Linked DNA regions of Oryctolagus cuniculus: region 2 is linked to region 1. The links are chromatin contacts, called in public Hi-C maps. All regions are on one chromosome and are shown on one strand. The core of a region is the stretch at or near the end of the contact, and the rest is flanking DNA. Distances in the headings are between cores, read along the strand shown. Region 1 overlaps DENND2D (DENN domain containing 2D). Region 2 holds the start of DRAM2 (DNA damage regulated autophagy modulator 2).

Region 1 (5,090 bases), core at 1,158-3,657:
AGCAAAGATGTTTAGGGAACAAACAGAAGTGGGGTGGGGTCAGGTGGACGTCAGGGGTGTCAGAGGAGAGGAAGTTTGGGCAGGGAGTGGCTTCTGCGTGGTGAGAATTCTAAGAAACATCAGTGATAACTGAGAAAGAACTTGTTGCAGGCTGCTCCTCGCAGGGAGCGGCATGGTCTTTCACTTAGGAAGTGACTCTCCCATGCCTGGCCTGTATGGAAGATTCATAGTGGCTGCAGCTGGGGTTCTGGCCCTCCCTGCTCAAGTTAGGGGTCAGGAAATAAAGGGGGCAGGGCTTCCCTCCTGCCACTACCCCTCACTTCCTTTCAGCTCCGGGTCTGTAGACCCCCAAAGCCAGGCAGGGCAGGAACCTGCAGTCAGCCTGCTCTCTTGCTAGGCTCTCAGAGAACTCCTCTTTCTAACTCAGGACGTGCAGTCCCGATACAAAGAACTGAAACAAGGTTTCCACATCTGTGTTTTTATTGGCCTTGGCTTGGGGGCGATTTGGCTGGAGTGTTGAGGAGCCTTGGAAGCTGGTGGAAAAGAGGGAAGACAGAGTGGGGCTGCGTGTGTGGTAGGCTGAGGAAGGAGGCTGAGCTGTGACCTGGGCAGCAAAGACACCAGAGCAGTGCTTGGCTGGAAAGGCTGGAGGAGCCACCTCTGTGGGACTTTCCGTGTGGGAATGGCCCGGCAGAGGTTCCTGGAAGTGAGGGATTTCCCAGGCTAACTCAGGCACCAACCTGGGCTCCAGTGGCCAGGGGCTGTGTGAGGTCAAGGCTGGGCAGGAGGGTGCAGACATAAAGAGGAAAAGAAGGCTTTGGCTTGCGGCGGAGCTCCCAGTGTGTCCCTGTCTGTCTTCACGGCACCACGAGCTCCGCAAGGGCTCAAGCAATGATCTGCTTGAGGGAGGAGACAGCTTCTTCCCTCCCCTCTTGTGGGCCACTTCTATTTGTTGTCAGTAATGAGTTGAGAAGACTGAGGGACCAGGGAAAGAAGGATCAAATAGAGGCCTCACCCTTGGAGGTGCCCTGGCCGCCTCTCCTGCTTTCTGCCCCTCCCCTCCCAGCGACAGGTGGTTACAAGCTCTGTGAGCCGCAGGGCTCCCAGAGTTGCACTTCTGGAAGCTCCTGTGGCGGTGGGTTGTGAGGGGTGGGTGTGCAGCGTGGAGGTGCAGGGGGCCCTCTCATTCTCTCACTTCTGTTCTCTGTCCCAGCACCCTGTCTCAGTGCATCCACGCTACTGCCGCACTCCTCTACCCCTTCAGCTGGGCACACACCTACATCCCTGTTGTCCCCGAGAGCCTTCTCGCTACCGTCTGCTGCCCAACCCCCTTCATGGTTGGTGTGCAGATGCGCTTCCTGCAGGAGGTTATGGACAGCCCCATGGAAGAGGTATGGAGCAACAAGAAGGGTGCGTGATTTGGATCCCAGCCCTGCTGTGTGATTTGTGATTGGTGACCTGTGGCAGATCACTCCGCCTCTTTCAGCCACGCTTTCTTATTTGTAATGTGGGGATGAGTGTCCAACTCCTAGGGGTTCTGGGGGACAGAACCTGTGTAAGACTCCTGGCCTGCTGCCACATGTACTTGATGCTCAGTAAGCATTGGTCTTTTCACCTTCAATGATTTCCTGTTGGGCTGAAGGGGTGACACACAGCTTATTCAGGGGTCATCAGACTGTCCTACACCAGCTAGCCCCAAAAAAGCCTAAGGGATGTCCCACCTCCATCTGAATTGGATGGGCACAGCTGGTATGTGTAACACACACTCCGCTAGAACTCATTCGGATTCCTTGGACGTGAGCTGTAACATAGGCCTGTAAACAATGAGTCTTTTGCAGCAAGAGCCATCTTTCTCAGTAGCTCAGTACCCAGGTGGCTATGGAGGGTACAGGGCTGAGTTCCCTTTGACTTTTCTTAGCTTCTTACTTCTTGGCAGTGTCCTTGACCCAACCAGAGGGCTCAGGTATGAAAGTGGCCATCAATAGCAAGAAATATCCCTGATGCTGGAAGAAAAACTCAAAGCATGTGCTCTGTTTTGCTTGTCAGTGGGAACTTCCAAAGGATAGTATGTTACAGCATTCGAGACTAGAGAGATACTGGGGAACATCTGCCCTGGCTAACAACTGACTTCCTCTGTGCCAAGAAAGGGGAGAGGTGGAGTCTCGGAAGTAAGCTACTGCTGCAGAGGTGTGGAGCCAGCCCTACAAGGGAGGGTTCCCATTTTACTTAAGGGACAGTTAAGGTCCAGAGAACTCAGTTGACACATCTGAGGCCACATAAGGAACAGTGAGACCTGGCACAGAAAACAACCAAAGCCCTTTTTATGAGACGTGTTCTTGGGAGAGCTAGAAGCAGGCTGTTTCCCTTCTTTGCTCCCTGGCCCTCCCACCCTTCCCTGGGACTGCTGAGTACACATGCCCTTTGAACCACCCTTAGCCATGTGACTAACTGGGAGAGAGTATTAGCCCCGTGTTTAGCAATAAAACTTAAAATGTCCCAACCCCACAAGTTATGAAACTTCCTGACTCTGCAACTCCAGCTCCTGGGAAGCTGTGGCTCCTCCCCACAATGACCAGGCAGGAAGACACCCAAGGTTCCTGCCCTCCAAGAGACTTGGCCTATTTTCTTCCTCATCAGTGCTCTGAAATGGGCAGGGGAGGAGGAGGAGTGAGGGCCATGTGTGCAGGGTGCATGTTTGTGTGTGCTGGGGGAAAGGGGATCCCTTGGCCTTCCCTGTAAGCTGTTTGGAAGGGATCACTCTGCAGGCAATAATATACCCCAATACTGGAAAGATTTCTGGGAACAATCTAAAAAAAATTAGTCTTTCAACATATCTTTCCTCCCAGCCTCCCTCCACCCACCCTGGCCAATGAACAGCTTTCTCTACATGAAGGCATCTGAGCCTATGTATACAAGTGGTTTCAGGCCTGGACTAGTTCAACTTTTCTCCCCTGGTGATACATAATTACAGTGCGCACTCTGTTTTTGGCATACTTTTTTTCCTCCTTGTATTTCAAAGAAGGGGGAGCAAAGAGGGATTATTCACACCCTATTGTCAAACTAAGGTCATAAACCAGAAAGATGAGGCCAACACAGGGTCCTAAATGACCAACCCAGGATCTGGGGGATTATGGCAAACTGGTGACCGCATGCTTGCCTGAAGGGGGCAGCTGATGATCATCCTTCAGAAATATGGGTCAGTGTTCAAGTTTCTGACTTTTCAAGAGAGGTCAAAAGTTCAAATTTTATGGGAATTCAATTTAAATATTGGAAACTCATCAAATTATTCAAAAATACTCTGAGGATCAAAGATATGCCAGCAGGAGGCCCACTTGTAATCTCTGGTCTCATTGGAAGACCCCTCAGGCTGTGACAGGGGCAGGTGGGTAGAACCCTGGTCCTCTGAGTTCCAGCCCCATGCTTGTCTCACTTGCAGCCTAGACGCATGATCTCCTCCCTCACTTCTTTTCTCTTTTGCTCTCGGCCTGGGGTTCGTTTATTTCCCTTTTTCCCTTGACCCTGGGCTCATCTCCTTTCCTTGCTGAGGCTCCTGCTGGAAGGCCCAAAGCACTGAGGGAACTTTTAAATAGAACTCCAGGCAGTTGTTCATAAAATTGTGGCAAGCATTAAAAGATCAAAACACATGCACCTCTCTCTTGAAGCTGACCAGAGCACAGGGAGTTGGAGCACAGCCGTAGGGAGGAAATTGCAGCCTTGACGACAGCTGTACTGTTTTGAGGATTCCATGAGACACTGTGTAAGGCACTTAGGCATGCCATATGCTAAATGCTGCATTTGTGGAAGTAATCACTACGAGCAGTGTTGTATTCAGGGAGTGACTGGCTGTGATTTCCCCATGTTGCATTTTCTTTCTTAGCTCTTTTTCCTATCCCCTTCCTTAGACACACATACACCCTTTCCCCAGGAAGGGAACTAGTTCCGGAGGGGATTGGTGGGGATGAGGATGCCAGACAGGAAATGAGGATGGAAGATGTTGATTTTACCATTACATTACCCGAAGGGATAACTTTGGGCATAAAGGGGGATGCTAAGTTCTCCAAGGTATAGCCATTCTGTGTTTATTTCAGGTCCTGTTGGTGGATCTGCATGAAGGAACCTTCTTACTGTCTGTAAGTGGCTGGGTTCAGAGCCCCACAGGTCTCCTGCTGACTCAACCACTAGTCTCACCTGTGTTCCACTTAATTTTAACAAACACCAGCACTTTTGTTGAGTGGGATCTGCACTGACGACCTTCCCTCTCTCAAGGAGTCCAGAGACCCAGAGGACTCCATTATAGGGCACTCAGTGTCGGTGTGTTTCAGGCAAGGAATGTAACCCGGGCACCACAGGGATAAAAGGGGATCACTTGCCGAGGTTTAGAACCAAACTGAAGTGAAGGCAGAGCTTCGGCTGTCTCTCTCCTACGCCCAGCTTATTTGGGGGTGGGGAGTGGGGTGCACACTCATGCCTCCCTTCACCCCACACCTCCTCCTTGACTGCTCGACCCTGGGTTGACTCTGTCTTCTAGGTTGGTGATGAAAAAGACATCCTGCCACCAAAGCTTCAGGATGACATCCTAGACTCTCTTAGCCAAGGGATCAATGAGTTAAAGAGTAAGTCCTAGGCCCCTCTTATTTTGGGGTTTTCCAGGACATTCAAGGGCACAATTCCCTTCTCGAATTAAAATGAATTCACTCAGAATCCTAGCACAGCCCCAGAGACCTAGATCCTGCAGCAAGTCTGGACAAGAGATTTATATTTCTCCTAAGCAATGGCAGAGAACCCAGATCCAGCCTCCCCTTGCAATTAGTCAGCAGTAACTATGACCCCCACCCTACCACTTTCCCCAAGAGCTTTCCACCTGACATGGCCTTTGTGTGTCCCCTGTAGCTTCAGAACAAGTGAATGAACACGTTTCAGGCCCTTTCGTTCAGTTCTTTGTCAAGACTGTAGGCCACTATGCTTCCTACATCAAGCGGGAAGCCAGTGGGCAAGGCCACTTCCAAGAACGGCCCTTCTGTAAGGCTCTGACCTCCAAGACTAACCGCCGATTCGTGAAGAAGTTTGTGAAGACACAGCTCTTCTCCCTT
Region 2 (5,090 bases), core at 1,744-4,243, 49 kb after region 1:
TTCACTGGTTCACTCCCTAAATGCCCATAACAGCAAGGACCCGGCCAGACAAACCAGGAGCCAGGAACTCCGTTTGGTTCTCCCACAGGGGTAGCAGGGACCCAAGTATTTGGGCCATCATCTGCTGCCTTCCCAGGTATATTAGAAGGAAGCTAGACAAGAGATGGAGGTGCCAGTACAGGAAGTGGCACTCTGATATTACAGAGTTGGTGTCCTCAGTGGTGGCCTAATCCACTGTAGCACAACACCCACCTCAGTTAAAATTTTTAAGAAGTATTTATTTTTTTCATTTGAAAGAGAGAGACAGAATGAATGAATATAGCACATGCTTCCATCTAAGGCTGGGGCAGGCTATAAAGCCTAGTACTCAATCCAGGTTTCCCACATGGGAGGCAGGGACTGAACTATTTGAGTCATCACCTGCTGCCTCCCAGGATGCACACTGGCAGGAAGCAGGAATTGGAGGCAGAGTCAGGATTTGAATGCAGTCAAATCCATGATTCCGGATGTAGGCATCACAACAGATTAACCACTCTGCCAAATGCCAATATCAAAGTTAATAGTTAAACTGTAAAAATAATTCCCACCACCTCTAATTCAGTTTATGATAACAATGATCATAATCTGATAGCTACTGTAGCCTTTTCTCTTAGTAAGTAAATTCCTCTCTTCTACTAACCTGGCTCTACTGTACTCTGCTCCCTTCACAACGTTTCATTTACCACTCTTTGAACTGTTTTTTGTTTGCTAACTGTTTTTTGGCGGGGGTTTGTCTTTCTCCACACTTTTCTGTAAGCTTCATGAGTGCAAGGGCCATGCCAGTCTCATTAACATTCTTTTCCCCAAATCCCACACCATACTTAACACTAAGTAGTTAATCAGTACTTACTGAACAATGAACAAATATGATTCATCTAGTATTTAATCAGCATTTAGTTGTTCTAGATCTTGAGGAAAAAGATTGAAATATGTCATTTCATACTCTCAGGAAAACCAAAAGATGGAGGGTAGTCTTGTAAATACCCTCCGATACAATACACTGTCAACAAACTGTTTTGTGAGTCCAAAGAAGACGACATATGGTCTGACAAAGAATTTTCTTTGTGCAGGCATCCACAGTTATGTGAAAAGTCCAGGATAAGTACAAAAATATAATCAGAGGTCATTTCATGAGTACATCTACTAAAATTACACACATGTAGGCTTTAAAAAGTTTATCATATAGAACATCTGCACAATAGCAGCTGAGGATAAGGGAATACTGCTGACTTTATTCCTTCCTGGACTTCAGCACAGGGAATACCTGACAGTATTTCACAAGCTTCACATTAAAAAAAAATAAAATAAAGTCCAACTGTCGAACAGAGCATAAGGTAAGTTTACACAACATCCAACCTGCTGTTTCAAATTCCAGAATTCCCATCCTCCCACCCCGTGTCTGAGGGTGCCAAGTTTTGATCTGCACTGATTCAGCACTATGTTTGCAGTCCTTTCACAGGCAACTGGGGACTAAACAGCCCTTATGGCACCGCCAAATGAAAATACTAAAGGCTCACACTATTAGGGAGGCTGAGCAAATTGTAAAGAACCAGGAAGGAAAGGAAGAAAGAAAGAAGGAAAGAAAAAACTAGGGGGATCACAGGATCAAGTGCAGCATTATTTAACAAGTCATATATACAGCAAGTTCCCCCAAACAAAACCCTTTTCAACAGAATTGAAATGCACTGTGTAACACAACGCAGATCTAGAGTTTTGGTGAAATGACATCTTGGCACTCCTTAAAAAAGGAAGTAACAAGTCTCCTCTAAAGAAAATGAGCAAACACTTGTCATTTCTTGAACGGAAGGGTCATGAGGACAAGTTGTACAAGGGGACTTTTAGCTTTCTCAGCACAGAACTAACACGCAGTACAAGGCTTTCACTTCAACTCTGGGCTTCATGGGAACGCGAGTCGTTCTACACTGGTAATCCACTAACTGCCCTTACCACAGTCTAACTTGTGTTTCAAGTCACTCAATTCAAAACACACCGGCTGAACCCATCCCTACTCATCTGAGAGTAGGGGCTAGACCTGCTCTTTGACTACATCCACATAAGAACACTAGTACTTGCAGAAAGACAGCCGTGCACACCCCTTCTTCAGTAAAGTAAAACCACATACCCAACACCAGTGCTGCAAAATGGCCAAAATGACACAAAACTGCCCGGCATCGCATTGAAGGAAACAAGCCAAACACGCCTAAATGTAAAGTCTGGTCCCATTCATCCGGTGTTCCCGGGAACCCTGGCAAACACTTGGAGCAACCCTCCTGTTCTCCTTCCAAGAATCCTGGGCAGCACTGGCTGAAATTTCCAGAAAAGTTGCTGACCACGACGCGAGGCCCCGCCACGCCACATCGGCACCCCTTTCAACGGGAAAATCAACCTGGGAGAGGATGCCACACGGTCTGTGGACTTGGCAGCAGCCGGGCGGGAGGGTGTGGACCCGACAGGCAAGGTCGGCTCCGCGCGGGCAGCGCCCGCAGCCCTCCGCCGCCCAGCGCGGGCCCGCCGCGCTCCTCCTCACCTCGACCTCCGCTCCTCACGGCCGCCCCGGAGGCCCGTGCTCTGCCGCCTCAGTCTCCACCGGGGGCCAGAGGGGCACTCGACCCTCGCCCTCCCCACAACCCCGCGCGCGAGGCCACCCTGTTCGAGGAAGAAGGACGGCGTTCGCCCGCCTCGCGCAAGTCCGTACACAGCTACAGCCTAATGCCCCACCCCAGAGCATCCAGCCCTCGCCACACTCCTCCCTGGAGACGTGTCCCCCACCACGTCCTTCGCTCCCCGGCCGTCCTCCTAACACCGAGCCCCGCAGTCTTACCCCGACCCCCACAAGCACACCCCCAGGAATATCAACTCCGACTTCGCTCCACTGGGTGACTCTGATCCGCGGCAGCACGTTCACGACAGTTTCGCGATAGCCGTAAAGGGAAACTGGCTCGGAGGAAGCGGCGGCGCGGGCGCGTTCCTCAGTGTGGTGAGCGCGCCCAGGGCTGGCCTGGCCGTTCGGGAGCGCGCCCCAGTGCCCCGCCCTGCCCCTTGAGCTCCGGGAAGGCTTCGGAGCCTCCGCCTGTCCTGGCAGGGTCAGCCAGGTAAGGTAGGCTCAGAGGAGGGTGGAAGGAGGAACAGGTCGGGCGCCTGGGGCCCGCGCGCTCGCTCTAGAGGCCACGTCACTGGGTGGCATCCGACGGGTCGGGGAAGTGGGCGCAGCCTGGTGCCCCTCTCGCCGTGGCGCGCGCACGCGGGTTTGCCTGCCTCCAGGGCGACGCGGCTGGGCGCCGCAGAGGGCCCGAGGGGGCTGAAGCGGCTCCCGGGCTCCGGGGCACCCAGGGGCGGGGGAGAGCGCAGGATGTGGTTTGGTGTCCGTTCCGCGGTTTTGTTGTCCTCCTGTGTCGTCCTCCCCACGCTCCGCGTGCCCGAGTTGGTGCCCAAGCTCAGCTCCCGCATCTTTCCCTGGCCCCGGGCAAAGCCGAGCCGAGGTCTTTGCTCCAGTGCTTCACCTTGCTAAATAATTCTTCTGGTTTTGTTTGAGCGGCCCCCCAGAACCTGCGGCTTAGTCCCCCAAAAGTTTAATGATTGAGTGAGCGTCCTGTAGTTACTCCTGGGTTCAGGTACCTTGGTGGTGGGGGCAGGGAGACGTTTGAAATTGAGATCCGCGATGACCTTGTGTTTACTGTAAGCTTAGTCTAGTACGTAGAATTCTGTTGCTGGGAGTAGGCCCAAGAAAGGAAATTGCTATTCCCGAGTGATCTCGCAACGTGCTTTATTTGGAAAACACAGGAAATGCACCATAGCAATAATTTTTTCGGTTTTCCCAAATTTTAATTGGTAAATAATCACCCAAATACAACTGTGATTTGTATTGCATCATGAAATCTCTCCATTTGACATTTGATGTAGCTTATAAAATGATATCTAGACTTCTAGATTAACCATTAGAGAACGGTATATTTGTCACGAGGACAAGTTAGAGTTAAGAAAAATAACCTTTTTTTTTTTTTTTCCTGTTATGCTTTGCTTTGGGACGATGCTTCTGTGTCATTCTGAAAGAAGCCTAAGACATTGTGTAAGTTTGGAACATCCAGAATTTCCTTCCTCATTTCAGTCGTTCATCTCTTAACCTTCTGAGGAATGCCTTATTGCATGATTTCGTCACTGTGGGAATATCACAGAGTGTACTTAGGTGAACCTCGACAGTAGGTTCCATCCCTGGATGCAATCCAGAGACTCAGTGAACATAAGATATATGTATACTGTTTGATGCTACAGTTTTTTTCTTTTAAAGACTTATTTGAAAGGTAAATTAACAGAGATCTTCCATCTTCTGGTTCATTCCCCAAATGTCCACAACATCCCAGCTGGGTGAGACTGAACCCTGGAGCCAGGAACTGCATCTTAGTTTCCTGTGTGGGTGGCAGGGACCTAAATACTTGGGCCATCAACTTCTGCCCTCCCAGGCACGTTAGCAGGAAGCTAGATCAGAAGTGGAGGAACCTGGACTTCACTCTGCATTCTTTTTTTTTTTTTTTTTTAAAGATTTATTTTATTTATTTGAAAGAGTTACAGAGAGAGGTAGAGTCAGAGAGAGAGGTCGTCCATCCGCTGGTTCACTCCCCAATTGGCTGCAATGGTCGGAGCTGTGCCGATCCGAAGCCAGGAGCCAGGAGCTTCCTCTGGGTCTCCCACATGGGTGCAGGGGCCCAAGGACTTGGGCCATCTTCTACTGCTTTCCCAGGCCACGGCAGAGAGCTGGATTGGAAGTGGAGCAGCCGGGACTAGAACGTGCTGGTGCTTTAGGCCAGGGTGTTAACCCGCTGTGCCACAGCGCCAGCCCCTTCACTCTGCATTCTGATATGGGATATGGGCATCCCAAGCTGTGGCTTAACCCTCTGTTCCACCACACCCACTCCTACACTTCTGTGTTTTTCTTAGCAAAAGGAGTACACTCTAAAAATAAGGATAGAAAGAATACTACAGTAGTACATAAGCCAGTAACATGGCCATTTGTTATTGTAATATATTGTGTATTGCACATAATTGTGTTTCTGTTC

What was found. Hi-C and Micro-C count contacts between places; a contact is called where the count stands out from the background.
Region 2: a contact with region 1 is called in a Hi-C map of skin fibroblasts, with 2.2 times the contacts expected there. The contact joins the promoter of DRAM2 here to the enhancer-like site in region 1. A contact is called at or near these places in 2 of 6 Hi-C or Micro-C datasets (skin fibroblasts and an unstated tissue).

The regions. Positions count from the first base shown.
Region 1 is chr7:59,117,399-59,122,488 of mOryCun1.1, forward strand. It overlaps DENND2D (DENN domain containing 2D), which reads left to right. Exons shown (of 12, transcript XM_070077883.1): 8 at 1,214-1,391; 9 at 4,089-4,130; 10 at 4,529-4,613; 11 at 4,891-5,090. Among named protein-coding and RNA genes, the nearest start is that of DENND2D, 13 kb to the left of the region's middle. Within about 2 kb of position 2,408, at least 3 of the 8 cell types and tissues checked have an H3K27ac peak or open chromatin away from gene starts, as enhancers often do.
Region 2 is chr7:59,165,958-59,171,047 of mOryCun1.1, forward strand. DRAM2 (DNA damage regulated autophagy modulator 2) reads left to right here and starts at 2,994. Exons shown (of 10, transcript XM_070077908.1): 1 at 2,994-3,131. CEPT1 (choline/ethanolamine phosphotransferase 1) reads right to left here and starts at 3,000. Exons shown (of 9, transcript XM_008264699.4): 1 at 2,861-3,000.